5 separate regions of the Sus scrofa genome follow, and all the other regions are linked to region 1. A link is a contact called in public HiChIP or PLAC-seq and promoter capture Hi-C data. All regions are on one chromosome and are shown on one strand. The core of a region is the stretch at or near the end of the contact, and the rest is flanking DNA. Distances in the headings are between cores, read along the strand shown. Region 1 holds the start of TXNIP (thioredoxin interacting protein). Region 2 holds the start of PEX11B (peroxisomal membrane protein 11B). Region 3 holds the start of ANKRD35 (ankyrin repeat domain-containing protein 35). Region 4 holds the start of LOC100155404. Region 5 holds the start of PIAS3 (E3 SUMO-protein ligase PIAS3).

Evidence for each region. Promoter capture Hi-C pulls out the DNA fragments that hold promoters and counts their contacts. HiChIP or PLAC-seq counts read pairs in DNA pulled down with a chosen protein or histone mark.
Region 2: a contact with region 1 is called in a promoter capture Hi-C map of fetal liver, with 2.8 times the contacts expected there. The contact joins the promoter of PEX11B here to the promoter of TXNIP in region 1. A contact is called at or near these places in 2 of 5 promoter capture datasets (fetal liver and liver), 9 of 47 Hi-C or Micro-C datasets (alveolar macrophages, embryonic fibroblasts, epiblast stem cells and 4 more) and 2 of 2 datasets of contacts at active chromatin or transcription factors (alveolar macrophages and skeletal muscle).
Region 3: a contact with region 1 is called in an H3K27ac HiChIP or PLAC-seq map of skeletal muscle. The contact joins the promoter of ANKRD35 here to the promoter of TXNIP in region 1. A contact is called at or near these places in 2 of 5 promoter capture datasets (fetal liver and fetal skeletal muscle), 17 of 47 Hi-C or Micro-C datasets (blood, embryonic fibroblasts, fetal heart ventricle and 8 more) and 2 of 2 datasets of contacts at active chromatin or transcription factors (alveolar macrophages and skeletal muscle).
Region 4: a contact with region 1 is called in an H3K27ac HiChIP or PLAC-seq map of alveolar macrophages. The contact joins the promoter of LOC100155404 here to the promoter of TXNIP in region 1. A contact is called at or near these places in 2 of 5 promoter capture datasets (fetal liver and liver), 3 of 47 Hi-C or Micro-C datasets (embryonic fibroblasts, heart right ventricle and liver) and 2 of 2 datasets of contacts at active chromatin or transcription factors (alveolar macrophages and skeletal muscle).
Region 5: an H3K27ac HiChIP or PLAC-seq map of alveolar macrophages shows a contact between it and region 1. The contact joins the promoter of PIAS3 here to the promoter of TXNIP in region 1. A contact is called at or near these places in 1 of 5 promoter capture datasets (liver), 12 of 47 Hi-C or Micro-C datasets (alveolar macrophages, blood, embryonic fibroblasts and 7 more) and 2 of 2 datasets of contacts at active chromatin or transcription factors (alveolar macrophages and skeletal muscle).

What each region holds. Positions count from the first base shown.
Region 1 is chr4:99,347,306-99,350,005 of Sscrofa11.1, forward strand. It overlaps TXNIP (thioredoxin interacting protein), which reads left to right and starts at 1,284. Exons shown (of 8, transcript NM_001044614.2): 1 at 1,284-1,795; 2 at 2,309-2,381; 3 at 2,504-2,651. The coding sequence starts at 1,546. It overlaps LOC106510173 (a long non-coding RNA gene), which reads right to left and starts at 1,052. Exons shown (of 4, transcript XR_002343449.1): 1 at 914-1,052; 2 at 1-73.
Region 2 is chr4:99,414,023-99,416,722 of Sscrofa11.1, forward strand. It overlaps PEX11B (peroxisomal membrane protein 11B), which reads left to right and starts at 1,381. Exons shown (of 4, transcript XM_001927969.4): 1 at 1,381-1,487; 2 at 2,278-2,393. The coding sequence starts at 1,432. GNRHR2 (gonadotropin-releasing hormone (type 2) receptor 2) reads right to left here and starts at 826. Exons shown (of 3, transcript NM_001001639.2): 1 at 297-826. The coding sequence starts at 806.
Region 3 is chr4:99,439,869-99,442,568 of Sscrofa11.1, forward strand. It overlaps ANKRD35 (ankyrin repeat domain-containing protein 35), which reads left to right and starts at 1,396. Exons shown (of 15, transcript XM_021089942.1): 1 at 1,396-2,700. It overlaps ITGA10 (integrin alpha-10), which reads left to right. Exons shown (of 30, transcript XM_021089939.1): 30 at 1-888.
Region 4 is chr4:99,220,085-99,222,784 of Sscrofa11.1, forward strand. LOC100155404 reads left to right here and starts at 1,324. Exons shown (of 5, transcript XM_021090822.1): 1 at 1,324-1,600. The coding sequence starts at 1,324.
Region 5 is chr4:99,462,166-99,464,865 of Sscrofa11.1, forward strand. It overlaps PIAS3 (E3 SUMO-protein ligase PIAS3), which reads left to right and starts at 1,253. Exons shown (of 14, transcript XM_005663531.3): 1 at 1,253-2,700.

The DNA.
Region 1 (2,700 bases), core at 34-2,533:
CTTCCAGCTTTAGCATATAGCGTGCCAGTGAACCTTCGGTCTTCTCTTTGCTTTCTTAGCAATTTCTGAACAACTTAGAAAAAAAAAAAAACTTTTCAAAGATAGGAAATGCTTCCTTCAAACAGGACACTTTGGTTACAGACCAGAGAACTTTACTGCTTTTAATTAACTTGAAGGCTGTGAGGAGGGTGGGCAGCAGATTTAGGGATGTACCTTTGATTTAGTAAATTGGAGAGGGAACGAAGGCAAGAAAGAGTTAAAGTTATTCAGAAAAAAAGCGCAGAATGAAGCATCCTTTTTTTTCCCCCTTTCCTGGAGAAGTAGGGAGGGAGAGGTAACCTGAGCCTAGAGAACACAATTTACTAAAGAAGTGATGAGGTAACTGGGAGAACAGAAACAAAGTGTCCCTCAACTTTGCAGGTTAGGGACTGAAGAGATGAGGGCATTAGCAACAGGATGTGGCCGCGCCCTTACTGTTTCCGGTCCAGAGAACAGAGAGAACTGAGTTGGGGGCGCAGGGGCTGAGGAACAGCCCAGCACCAAGCCCTGAGCCCTGGGGGCTGGAAAGGGAGGAAAAAGGCTGGTAGGTCCCACACGCGCGCTTCCCTGTGTGCGCGGAGAAGAGGGTAAAAATTTGTGACAAATTCTCATTTCCTTCTCACATCAGCTTATTTTTTTTGGGGGGGGGGTGTTTTTAATAGAGATGCGGGGCAAGAAGACAAAGGGGCTCGTCCTGAATAATAACAGCAGCACTCCTTGCCCTCCGCCCCAATCCTAAAGTATTCTTGGCGCTCGGGGATTGTTTTTCACACGACTTGCGATTTGTGAGCCGGGAATAAACGGTCGCCTCTAAATTAACTGCACTGGCAATGGCTAGGCACGAAATTCCCTCATAAGCACATTTTCCTTTTACCTCGAAATGTCGCTCCAGCCCAGAAGCATCCTCATTCGCCCTCCCAAGGCCACTGGCCTCGGATAAATTTTAGGGTCTGCGAATGCTTCGTTCCTTTGGGCTCCCGGGAAGCCGCCCACGGCCCCTGCGCCCCCTCCTCCCAGGGCCGCAGCAGTGCACAACAACCATTTTCCCCGCCAGGAGCACACTGTGTCCACGCGCCGCTGCGACTTCGCTGATTGGTCGGGCTCCTGGTAAACATGGAGCGGGCAGCCAATGGGCGGGCTGTGCACGAGGGCTGCACGAGCCTCCGGGCCAGCGCTCGCGTGGCTCTGCCTGCCCGGCTACTATATAGAGCAGTTTATAGCTCTCAGCACAAGCTATCCTTTCCACTCCTCTGGCAGATCGCTGTTAGCTTTCCCGCCGAGATCCGGAGCTCTCCTCCAGCTGTTGGAGGAAAGACAGGAAAGAGCTTATTTTTCTTTTGAAATACCTTGGCACAACCAGCAAGGGAACATCTTGTCGAACATTTAATAGAGAGTTGAAAAGTGAAATAATTTTAATTCATTGCAAAGGGCCCTTTGATTCGGGGTTTTGTTTTTCACTCCTGCCCCCTGCCCCGTTTCTAACTCTCAAGTCAACCGAGCCCAAACATGGTGATGTTCAAGAAGATCAAGTCTTTTGAGGTGGTCTTTAACGACCCCGAAAAGGTGTACGGCTGTGGGGAGAAGGTGGCTGGCCGGGTGATAGTGGAGGTGTGTGAAGTCACTCGAATCAAAGCTGTCAGGATCCTGGCTTGTGGAGTGGCCAAAGTCCTGTGGATGCAGGGATCCCAGCAGTGCAAACAGACCTTGGACTACCTGCGCTATGAAGACACTCTTCTCCTGGACGACCACCCAACAGGTAAGTGACCCAGCTGTTGACTGGAGGGCGAAAGCTGATTTGAGAAGAGAGTTGATACGAATAAATAGAGCCTACACTAAATATTCTAAGTTGCTCAGGTGGTGTGGTTTGAATTTTGTGTCAATTCCTTATCTTTTTGTTTCTTTTTAATTTACAATCCCTGCCCACCCAAAAGGGTGATTTGTACAATTTCTTGTGGTGCTGTGTTCTGGAGATGTTGAAGGATGTTGCCTTACCTATTGAAACATTTCTGTGCATAAGTTGCTTATTCTTTGCTTGCTTCTTGTTTGAGATGATTGTAGCTTAACTGTCCTGGTTGAGCCTGTCAACACTACAGGGCTTTGCAACTTTTTGCCCAACAAAATACATCAGAATCTGTCATTTAGGAACAAAAGGGATGAGAATACGAGTTCTGCAATACTCTTGCGTGATGCCTAAGAATTCCTTATCGGCACAGATGCATTTTAAGTGTAACAGGAAACCTAATGGTTACTTGCTTATCTCTCTTTTCAGGGGAGAATGAGATGGTGATCATGAGACCTGGAAACAAATATGAATACAAGTTTGGCTTTGAGCTTCCTCAGGGGTAGGTATCAGCTAAATGCATCTGTGGACTTATCTGTCTCTAAAAATCTTCCCCTCCTTTGATCACTCACTGTTCTTGGAGAGCATTTTTTTAAGTTAGTTGTTTCCTTTTTCTTTATAAAGGCCTCTGGGAACATCTTTCAAAGGAAAATATGGGTGTGTAGACTACTGGGTGAAGGCTTTTCTTGATCGCCCAAGCCAGCCAACTCAAGAGACAAAAAAACACTTCGAAGTGATGGATCTAGTGGATGTCAATACCCCTGATTTAATGGTAAAGTCATTCTAAGATTCTGTTCTTTTTGGGCTCAGGGGTGCTAAGT
Region 2 (2,700 bases), core at 131-2,630, 67 kb after region 1:
TAATGTCTTCCCATGTATGTTTCCTCCATGCCCTAGAATTTTTTTTGCAATAATCCAAAGAAAGCGGAGAAGGTGGGATTAGGAGGATACAAAAAAATGGAAGCCAACTGTAGTAAAAATAAAGGCTTGTAGCAGAAAATACAAATTAATGATCTTAACTTGCGGAAGAGATAGCAGAGTCTCTCCGTTGAGGATTAATGGTGACCACGGCCAAGCACGCTCCTTGAATCTGAAGGCTCATGTGGTGCACCCAAATTCTTGTCCGGTGTAGCCCTGAGTCCCGACAAGTTACTCACCTGAGGCAAGGCAAGAAGGAAACTGAGTAGCCAGGCTGCCCCCAGAAGTTTCCTTCCAGCTGAGCGGGGTCCAAGCGGGTGTAGTACGGCTGCCTGGCGGTCGAGCCCAATGACCACAGGCAGGAAAGCTGCGGCATACATGGCCATTAGTTTCAGGAACATGAGTGTTCGACATGCGATGTCCCCGGCCAGCCACTGAACAGTGATATTCCAGGAGGCATCTAGGGGCATAACCACAAAAGTAACCAGTAAATCGGCAGCTGCTAAATGAGCAAAAAGTCGTCGTACCGGAGAGGGGCGGAGCTGGCTGGGTTGCGGCCGTGTCACCGACCACAGTACGGCCAGGTTTCCTCCAGCCGAAGAAACAAATAGCACAACGGTCACTCCAACCCGGACCTTAGCTGCAACTGAGAAGGTGGGTAGCTCTGAGCTCTCCACCTCTACTCCTGATCCCGCCCAGACCTCTTCCCCCACTGCTGACCCCAAAGGGGTGCCATTGCCTGCAGACATGGTGACATGGAAGGGAAAGGGATGGGGGGATGAAGTGTGGGTTTGAAGAGGTTAGCTGAATCCACTCATTCTTCTTTCCTTTTCAGGATCTGGAGTTGGTTATTTCGCGAACTTAGTCCACTAAAGCCTCTGAATCTGGAGATTCTCCGTATGTATTCTGGAGGTCATCGGTCCAAGTGTTAGAATCCTGCAGGGAACAGGGATCTGGTGCTGGCTTTTACTTCCACAGACTTCTCAAGCCCCTAGGGCATCCTAAATTAGGGGAAACCTTATCCTAGCGGCCGCGGCAAGAGCACTGCGGCACCTTCTCGCTCCGCCCCCCATCCTGCAAGCCCCGCCCTTGGCCTCGAATGTTTAAAGAAGAATGTGCCTCTGGAGGCGTACTTAGGAAATAGAGATCAGCTGATAAGAAGGCGAGCTAACGGAGGCACCCACAAAAACACGCAGGTGTAGGCCCAGAGACAAGTGCTTCTAGTTCCGAAACTCCGCTTCTGTGGCTGGCTCCGTTCAAATTTCTTTTTGACGATGTTTGTCCCTTGCGCGACACCGTTGGGCCGTCCGGTAGGCGTGACTAGGGGCGGGAAGTGGGCGGGGGTGGGGCTGCGGAGCCGGGGCCGCCGCTGTCATGGACGCCTGGGTCCGCTTCAGCGCTCAGAGCCAGGCCCGGGAGCGGCTGTGTAGGTGCGGCCCGAACAGGAATGGGGGAGGGCGGGCAGAGGAAGGTCCTCGTGAAGCGAGGACAGTTCACACTACGGGGGTCAAAAAGGGTCATCTTGGGCTACGGGGGCCCGGACGGACCGCGAGGGGTTGATTTGAACCAGCCGTGAGGCCGTGATTCGTTTTTGCTCACGGGAAAGATGGGAAAACTGAGGCACGAGTGGGCCAGCGGGGAGGTCGCTCAGGGATGCGCGTTCACATGAGACTAATACTTCCCTCGCCGGGTGGTGGTGGCGTGAGGAGCATCCGCCCCGTGGTTGATAGCGACCTGAACTCTGTCCCCAGAGCTGACCAGTCGCTCCGAAGTTTCCGTGTCCCCTCATCCTACTGACCCGCGAACTCTTCTGCCTCCGTCCTGCCTTCTAGTCTCGATTCCCCTCAAGAGCCTTGGAAATCTCTCAGTTCACCTTTCTGAAGAATTTCCCCTCCAGCTATCCCCCACTCCCTCACGTGGACACACACATGTTCACACTAGAAGTGCTTGTGATGGACGCCTTGCCACCTTGTCCTCTTCGGGCCTCATGTAGTCAAATCTCTTATTTTCTCAATTCTAAGTAGTGCTACCCAAACTCTTCGAGGCTCCTTTTTATCCTTATGCCTTTCTTTTCCCCTGCCTGGAGATAGAGCTTGAGGAGGAAAGGGAGTAGTCTCAAATTGGAAAAAGGGGGAATCCAGACTTGCCTTTAGGAGGACGTTTTTGAGGGGGAGATTAGGGAGGTCTCCACCTTACATTACCGCTCACTCTCTCCTCCAGGGCCGCCCAATATGCTTGCTCCCTTCTTGGCCATGCCCTACAGAAACATGGGGCCAGTCCTGAGTTACAGAAACAGATTCGACAGCTGGAGGGTCATCTGAGCCTAGGAAGAAAGCGTAAGTAACCATGCCTCTTGGAGTTCCCTGGTGGCGTGGTGGTTAAGGGTTCTGCTTTGTCATTTCAGTGGTGCAGGTTCAGTCCCTGGCCCAGGGACCTCTCCATCCTCCTGGGCAGCTTAAAAATAGAAAAAGAAACAAAAAAAGCTGTTCCTGTCCTTTCATTATTTTATTTCTTTTTTTTCTTTTTTTTTTTTTTTTGCCTTTTTGCCATTTCTTGGGCTGCTCCCAGGCTGGGGGTCCAATCGGAGCTGTAGCTGCCAGCCTACGCCAGAGCCACAGCAACGCGGGAGCCGAGCTGCGTCTG
Region 3 (2,700 bases), core at 146-2,645, 93 kb after region 1:
TGGCATGTCTCTGGACTTTTGCATATGGCGTCGTCTGTTTCCTAGCAGGGTGGACAGTATATTAGATGGCCAGAACAAATACAATTCAGTATCAAATGACTCCTGGCTCTATTTGAGTTCCCTGGGATATAGACTGGTCACAAACAGCAAGAGATGGAGTCTTGGTTCACCTGAAACCTTATGCAGTTGAGTTCCTGGAAGGCAAAGCTATGAAGTATTTGACATGTTTTCTGTGACTCTTCCACTGGAGATGTGCTTTAGCCTCCTTAAGTGAGCATAGAGTGTAAAATGTGTAGGTATGGTAAGCATATAGGCCAAGATCGAAATCCCAGGTCTGCCATTTATGAGCTGTGTGACTTTGGGCAAGTCATAACTACACTGAGGCTGAGATAACAGTAAGAAGCTGTGTAGAGCAGTGGTTAAGAATGACGACAGGAGTTCTCATCGTGGCTCAGCAGTTAGCGAACCTGACTAGCCTCTATGAAGATGAGGGTTCAATCCCTGGCCTCGATCAATGGGTTAAGGATCCAGCATTGCCATGAGCTGTGGTGTAGGTCGCAGATGCAGCTCGGATCTGGTGTTGCTGTGGCTGTGGTGTAGGCCAGTAGCTACAGCTCCAATTAGACCCATGGCCTGGGAACCTCCATATGCTGCAAGTATGGTCCTAAAAGACCAAAAAAAAAAAAAAAAAAAAAAAAAAAGATGAAGACATATTTGAGTTTAAATTGAAGCTGTATCACTTAAAACCTGTTTGATCTAGAACAGATTTAACTTCTCTAGGTCTTGGTTTTCTTGACTTTGAACTTATTAGGGTTGTGCAAACTCAAGGAGATAATTCAGGTAAAGTGAACATAGAATAGTCAATAAATGGTAACTATTGTAACAAAACTTTTGTTATAATCTACCTTTATGTACCCTGTGTTCTGGGGATTGGGAAGGTAAATTGAAGCACCAGATGGTGCTTCTGATCTGGTGACTTACGTACCTGCTCTTTACAGACCCTGAAGATTTGTTTCTTCTGTGTGTTATTTTCTTCTCCCACTAAATCTTATCCTGTGTCTCATGAGGCCTTTGAAACAAGCCTCATGCCCACTAAGGTGATAATTAAGTTAACTAGCTTAAGGTTCTAATGGTAGAACTCAAACCTAGGAGTTCCTCTTGTAGCTTAGCAGGTTAAGAACCTGACATAGTGTCTGTGAGGATGTGAGTTCGATCCCTGGCCTTGCCTAGTGGGTTAAGGATCCAGCATTGCTGCAAGCTGTAAGCTGTTGCATGGGTCACAGTTGCAGCTTGGATCCGGCATTGCTGTGGTTATGGTGTAGGCCTGCAGCTGCAGCTCCAATTCCCAGGACCTTCCACATGTCATAGGTGTGCCCTAAAGAGAAAGAAAGAAAAAGAAAGGAAGGAAGAAAATTTATTGAATTTCTTTAGACACCTAGGATTCTTCTAGTGCCCTCGAGGAACATGTGTACTTAAGCATTGGCCTTCTAGAGACCATGTCTCTGCCTCTATTACCTCACCCTGAGAATGGTGGCCTGTTTGGCCTGTTAGGCAGGGGCAACCATCCTGTGATAAGCTGGTGAGTTATTTTGTGGCAGGAGGAGTCCATAGTGGCACTCAGTACACTTCATATAGGCCACTGTTTGAACAGCCTTAATAGAACATATGGTTTCTGGAGTGGGGACTGAGGCCATGGTTATTTTGACAGATTTCTCCTCTGAATCCCCCAGTCAGCCCTCAAGAAGAGATAGATTTCCTTGAATACTGGTTCATCTAATTCTCTCTCCACATGATTAAAAGAGCACCTTTAATATTTTTCTCCACTTGAGATCCCTCTCCTCTCTATCCCTCAGCTCCAGAATGGGACTTTCTCTAACCCCAACATGTTACCTGTTCAATAAGCCCGTTACCTGTTCCTTTGAAGCAGAGTCAATTTGAGAAGCAACTGTAGAAACAACAGGCTCTCCTGAGACATACAAGTGTTGCTTTCTTCTCATTGTTGCTCCTTTGTTCATTCACTCATCAGACATTACACTTAATATGTGCTAGGCAATGAGAATAGTATAAAATGTAACTCCTACCATCAAAGAGCCCAATCTAGAAGCAAACATGTAAACAAATAATTGCAAATACAGAGACCTGGTTGCTAGACCACATAGCACTAAGTATTAGAAGCTTGTTGCACACAAGAGGCACACCTCTTTTTTTGGTGGGGGTTGCAGAATTTTAAGAGAAAACTTTACAGGAAAAAACAAAAACAAAAACATTTGGCTTGAGGGGCCACCAAGTGTGAGAGAAGGCATGCCAGGGAGGATTATCACCTCAGGAAGGGAAGCATAGTAGAACAGCCTGAGCATTAGGCTATTTGTGAAAGATGAGACTTGAGAAAGCAGGGTGCAGCTCCTGATGATCCTCGTAAACCACATTAAGAACTTTGAACTTTATCCAGTAGGCTTTCATATGCATTTCAGTGTGCTCTCCGGCTGAAGGGAGGAAAAGAGGAAAAGAAAGGCGAGGAGACCACTAGCCTGCAGTGACTCTTCAAGCAAGAATTGCTGAGAATCTGAATTTAAAGAGTAATGGAAATAGGACAGTTTTGTGAGTTTGTGTGTAAGGGGATGCTTAAAACAAGAAGTCTCTCCTCCCTCTCTGCCCTTTTCTAACTTAAGAGGTGTGTTAGGCTATTAAGCCTGGTCCCCT
Region 4 (2,700 bases), core at 74-2,573, 130 kb before region 1:
AGGCTTCCAGCTTAGCTAAAATGTTCTCACTATCCTTTAATGCATTTGAAATTTCTCTTTGCCAACCTGAAAGCTCCATATCAACAAACTTGAAAACTCAAATCACACTGTACTTTCATTTCATATATTACCAAATATTTGCTGAGCAAAGCAATGAAGGGATAAAAAGACAAACACATCTAGAAGAGGGGATTACAGCAGTATAATGATAACTACAATTTAAGACAAAATGTATTATTTCCAAAAGAGGGGGAAGGAAATGTTATGTGAATTAAGGACAGTGATAGGTTGTATCCAGCTGGAAGATTTAGAAAAGCTCTGTGAGGAGAACTAACATGTGCCAGGCCCTGTGCCAGGTGATGGGCTTATAGAGGTGCCTCCTTCCCAAGTCCTGAAGTTCAGCTGGAATTTTATTTGTGACCAATATATCGAATATCCTATGGGAGTTTTTTAGGTTTTAGTTTTACCCAATTTTCACTGTAACACCTTTTAACTTTTTTTTTTTTTTTAAATGAGAGTTGCAACGTTTATTTCAGGTTCTCTCGTTTTTGTTTTTGTTTTTTTCTTTTTTGCCACACAGGCAGTATGTGGGAATTCCTGGGCCAGGGATTGAACCTACGCCGCACAGCAGCAACCAGAGCCACAGCGGTGAGAACGCAGGAGCCTCAACCCGCTAGGCCATCAGAGAACTCCTTCTTTTAACTTTTTAATCATCTGATTTTGGTAGCTGGAATTCTTCATTGTTCCCTTTGTATTTTGTGACTAAAGGTCATTATTTCTGTACTTCTCATCCAGATTGTAATATGTTCATTTCACTTTAATATGTTTCTTTAATTTTTCTTCACATAGACTATTTTTTATGTCATTATATTGGAAAGCTCTGGCTGTCCTACCTTCCCACCTGCAAACACAATTTAAGTCATATTGATTTTGGCTCACTGCATCTCAAACCTGCTGAAGCTTTGTTCACCACGGCCCTAGCTTGAGACATTTGATTTTCTTTTCCCTGTGAAATTAATTTCCTTTGGGGGAGTGGGGGTTGACTATAGTAAGGTATGTGTATAAGCCTCTTCTCAGTCATCACACATAAAATTTTTCAGAAAATAGTATTGGCTTAAAATATGTCCTGTATCCAACCATACTCAATACCTGCTTGCTGTCTCCCTGCTCCAAGCTGCCACCACCTCTCCCATATATTTGCAATGACCTTCTGACTGGTCCCTTTGTTTCTTCCCTCATCCCCTCACTCTATTTTCCACAAACCAGGTAGAGTAAATGTCACTCTCACACCATCCTGCCGAGCTGAACCCCACCACCACCACCATGTGGTTTCAGAGCAAAGGTCCCACAGTTACAGTGGCCCACACCCACCTCCTCACTGACTACTCTCCCTTTTGTTTGTTCCATTTCATCACACTAGGCTCCCAGCTCTACCTTGAACACACCAAGGCCCCCTATCTCAGGGTGTTTGTATTTGCTACTTCCTCTCCTGGAAAGGCTCTTCCCCCAGATATTTACATGACTGACTTCGTCAGTTCTTGGGCTCTGTCAAAAATTCCCTTAGTCCCCTTATCAGTGAGGCCTTTTCTGACCAACTTATGTAAGATAGAAAGCCCATCTCCCTCTCCCCCACCATTTATTGGTACTCCTTATTTCCATACCTTGCTAAATTGTCTTCCATGTACCATCAGAATACTAATGTACTTATTTGTTTATTACTGAATCAGAGATGGCTATGCATAACAACTATTCTTCCCTGCTTATTTTAACTCCCTGCTTACTGGGTGCATGGCTTCTCCATTAAAGACTAATTGACCAATTTTTCTTGCATCTGAGTTTGGCCATAAGACAAAGTTCTGAGCCAATGAGATATGAACGGAAATGAAACATACTAGTTTGTGCCCTAAAAAGGAGTATATATGTTTTGCCCTTGCCCTTTTACCCTCTCTTCTGGCTGGGGTGCAGATGCAATGGCAGAAACTATGGCAACCACTCTTGACCCAGAAATAGAAGCCATGTGATAAAGATGGCCCAACTGCTCTACTAGCCCTGGACTGTCACATGAAAAATTAAGAAATTGTATCAAGTTTGAGCCACTGTTTTTTGTTTGTTGGTTTTTGTCTTTTTAGGGCCACACCCTCAGCATATGGAAGTTCAGGCTAGGGGTTGAATGGAGCTGCAAGTGCCAGCCTATGCCACACCCAGGTAGCAAGGGATCTGAACCAAATCTGCAACCTAACTACAGCTCAGCTCACGGCATCCCTAACCCACTGATCGAGGCCAGGGATTGAACCCATGTCTTCATGGATACTAGTCAGGTTTATTTCAGCTGAGCCACAATGGGAACCTCTGAGCCACTGTTTTTAAAAATACATTACAATAATTTAAACTGCTCTCTGACCAGTACATTGTCTGATTCTCCTCCTACCTTCTCAGAATAAGTCCTATAAAGATAGGAACTTTGTTTTGTTCACTGTTCTATCTGCATCATCTAGAGTTGTTTCTGGCATAGAGCAGGCACTCAGTAAATATTGATGGGATGAATGGATTGATGAGGGAAGGAGTCTTGAGAGGGAGGGCAGTGGGACTGTTATTTATGAGATGCAGAGCTCTAAGAGTTGGATTTAACAAAATGATTTTTAAAATCTTTTGCCCTCTGAATGGGGAACAGCACAATACAAAGTGAAGGTCTAGGTGAAG
Region 5 (2,700 bases), core at 3-2,502, 110 kb after region 1:
GGACTGTAGTTCCTGAACCTGACTAGTATCCATGAGGATGCGGGTTTGATCCCTGGCCTCGCTCAGTGGGTTAAGGATCTGGCGTTGCTATGAGCTGTGGTGTAGGTTGCAGACGTGGCTCAGATCCTGCCTTGCTGTGGCTGTGGCGCAGGCCGGCAGCTGTAGCTCTGATTGGATCCCTAGCCTGGGAACCTTCATATGCTGCAAGTGCAGCCCTAAAAGGCAAAAAAAAAAAAAAAAAAAAAAAAAAAAGACTGTAATATTCCCTATTATATATGCAGTGTGCGGTGGGAAGAATGAAGTGACTGCTGAAAAGGTCCAGAGAGGAGGAGGGTCATTTTGCTAAGTTCAAGTATGAGTCAGGAAACAGCTCTGGTAATGGAAGCCAGGTCTTTGGCTTCCTCTGGGGCTCCTGGAAGCTGATCCCAGGACGGCTGAGCTGTGGGAATGGTCAGTGATGTTCGTGTTAACATGAAGTGGAAACTATTCCAGCCCCTGGTCTTCCTAGGCAATGGCCCTCTATTCAGCTCCATAAACTGTTACAACCTCAAGCCCTGAAATTTTCCCAAGAAATCGTTCTTTCCAGAAGTAACTATAGTCTTAATGTTCCCCTCTTTCCTTCTGGGCTGTTTAGTGGGACTTCAGTAGGGACTTATATTCCTGCTTCACTTCCCCTTGTTCTCTAGGCTTCAGCTGTAGGAGTGTATGTGTGAGAGAAGGTGGGGCTTGCAGAGCCATGATGGGGTTCAGACTACGTTTTTGAATGCCCTCAATCTGAAACTTGGTCCTGATCTGCAGGTTCCCTCCTCTGGTAACATTAATTTAATAAGCTGATATTTAAAGGGCCTACTATGTGCCAGGCACTGGATATAGAGAGAGCTTGCATGCAGGCTCAGATTCAGATGCTCTTCTTCCTAGTTATATGTTATCTTGTAGGGATGCTGAAACTTATAACCTCAGTTAAATTTTTTTTCCCCTTGTCATTTGTTTTTATTGGGATATAGGGGGTGGGTTGGGAAATATCTCTGTGGGTTATGCCCCATCAGGAAAATGTCCATTCTAATCTCCCTTGGATTTTGGAACTTTTTCTTGGAGCTGCTGCTCTTGCTGCCAACAGCCTCTTCAGGTTTACTGCTGAGAGGCTTCTCCTTGGAAGGGAAGTTCCTCTTTTCTTTGGGGACTCTAACTGTAAAAGAGATCCCTCCTTTATGAAATCAATAGGAATCAAGGTGTGGTTTTCTTCTTTTACATTTTTACAGCTTTATTAGGGTATAACTGGCATACAATAAACTGCATGTAACATGTACAGTTTGATACATTTTGACATATGTACACACCCATTAAAAACCACACCATCAAGATACTGAGTATATCCATCACTCCCAAAGAGTTCCCCCATCTGTTTCTTAAATCCTCTCTATTTTCCTTCCCCTAAAATCACTAAAAGTTCTAGAAGATAACAAACGAGTCCATAATAACTTTAAAATTATTTTTTTGGCTGCACCTGTGGCATGTGGAAGTTCCTGGGCCAGGGATCAAATCTGTGCTGTAAGTTGCTGTACCACAGCTGCAACCTGCACCACAGCTGCAGCAATACTGGATCCTTAACTCACTCCACCACAAGGGAACTTCCATAGTTACTTTTGACTTAGAGAACTTAACAGAACAACAACAACAAAAAAAAGAGCTCAGGCCTGATGGAGACTCAAGTGTTAGAGGGAGCAGGTGGGACTTAGAACCAAATAACTGAGCTTAATTCTGCACTACGGAGCAGCAAGGAAAGAACCTGAGTGTCAGGAGAGGGTGGACATCCTTCCTAGGGATAAAATCCACAAAGTAGTTAGGCACTGTCCAGTTCAGCAGGTACCTGGGGATACTGGCAGCCTGGCACCTTCAGTCATAGAGCTGTGGAGTCGCTCAGGGAAGGATTATACTGAATGTTTAAGCTAAATGAGAGGATTATCCATATTATTTATTAGAGCACTCTTTTTGTATGCCAATTATTGGTTTAACCATCTTGTTGCTGATGCTTGGCTGACAACTCCTGCAAGGGTTTTATGTTCTCAGCACCTAACAATCTCTGAACAGCATTCAAATATTACACAAATAACTATCACTGATGTCCCAGCCAACCAAGTATAAAAGGTTATGAGTTTTTCCAGTACCTAGTTTGAGTAAACTGCTCTAAATGTGGTACTTTCAAGGGACCTGCCCACGCGTGATTAGTTTAGTTGAGAATGGGACCTCTGGAAGGTCTAACACTTTGGAGGAAGGAGAGTAGGCAGTTCAGAGAGTGGCAGGTGACATTCTGGGGAAAGAAAACCTCCGTTCTATTCACCTTCAATCACAAAAAAGGTGTGGGGGTCTCTGGTGACAATCTGTGTATTTGAGGTAGGGGGTAGGGGACCACAGATAGAGTTAGGGTTTAGGTACACTTTGGGTTTTAGCAGCCTGGGTTTTCTTTCTCCGAGGGAGAGGGCCTCACTCTAAGTAGGAACCTCTTTATGCTATCAGATTCCCGGTCCGCACTGTCTTGTTTGCAGCATGCCTCCACCCCAAGCGCATACACGAGCTTCCAGGGGTCAAAGCGGTAGTGAGAAATGTCGAGATACAAGAACATCTCCCTTGATCCTCTCACTGGAGGAGTTAATCTCTCCAGCACCGGGCTGAGTCCCTCCCTCTCCCGCCTCAGACTCCGCC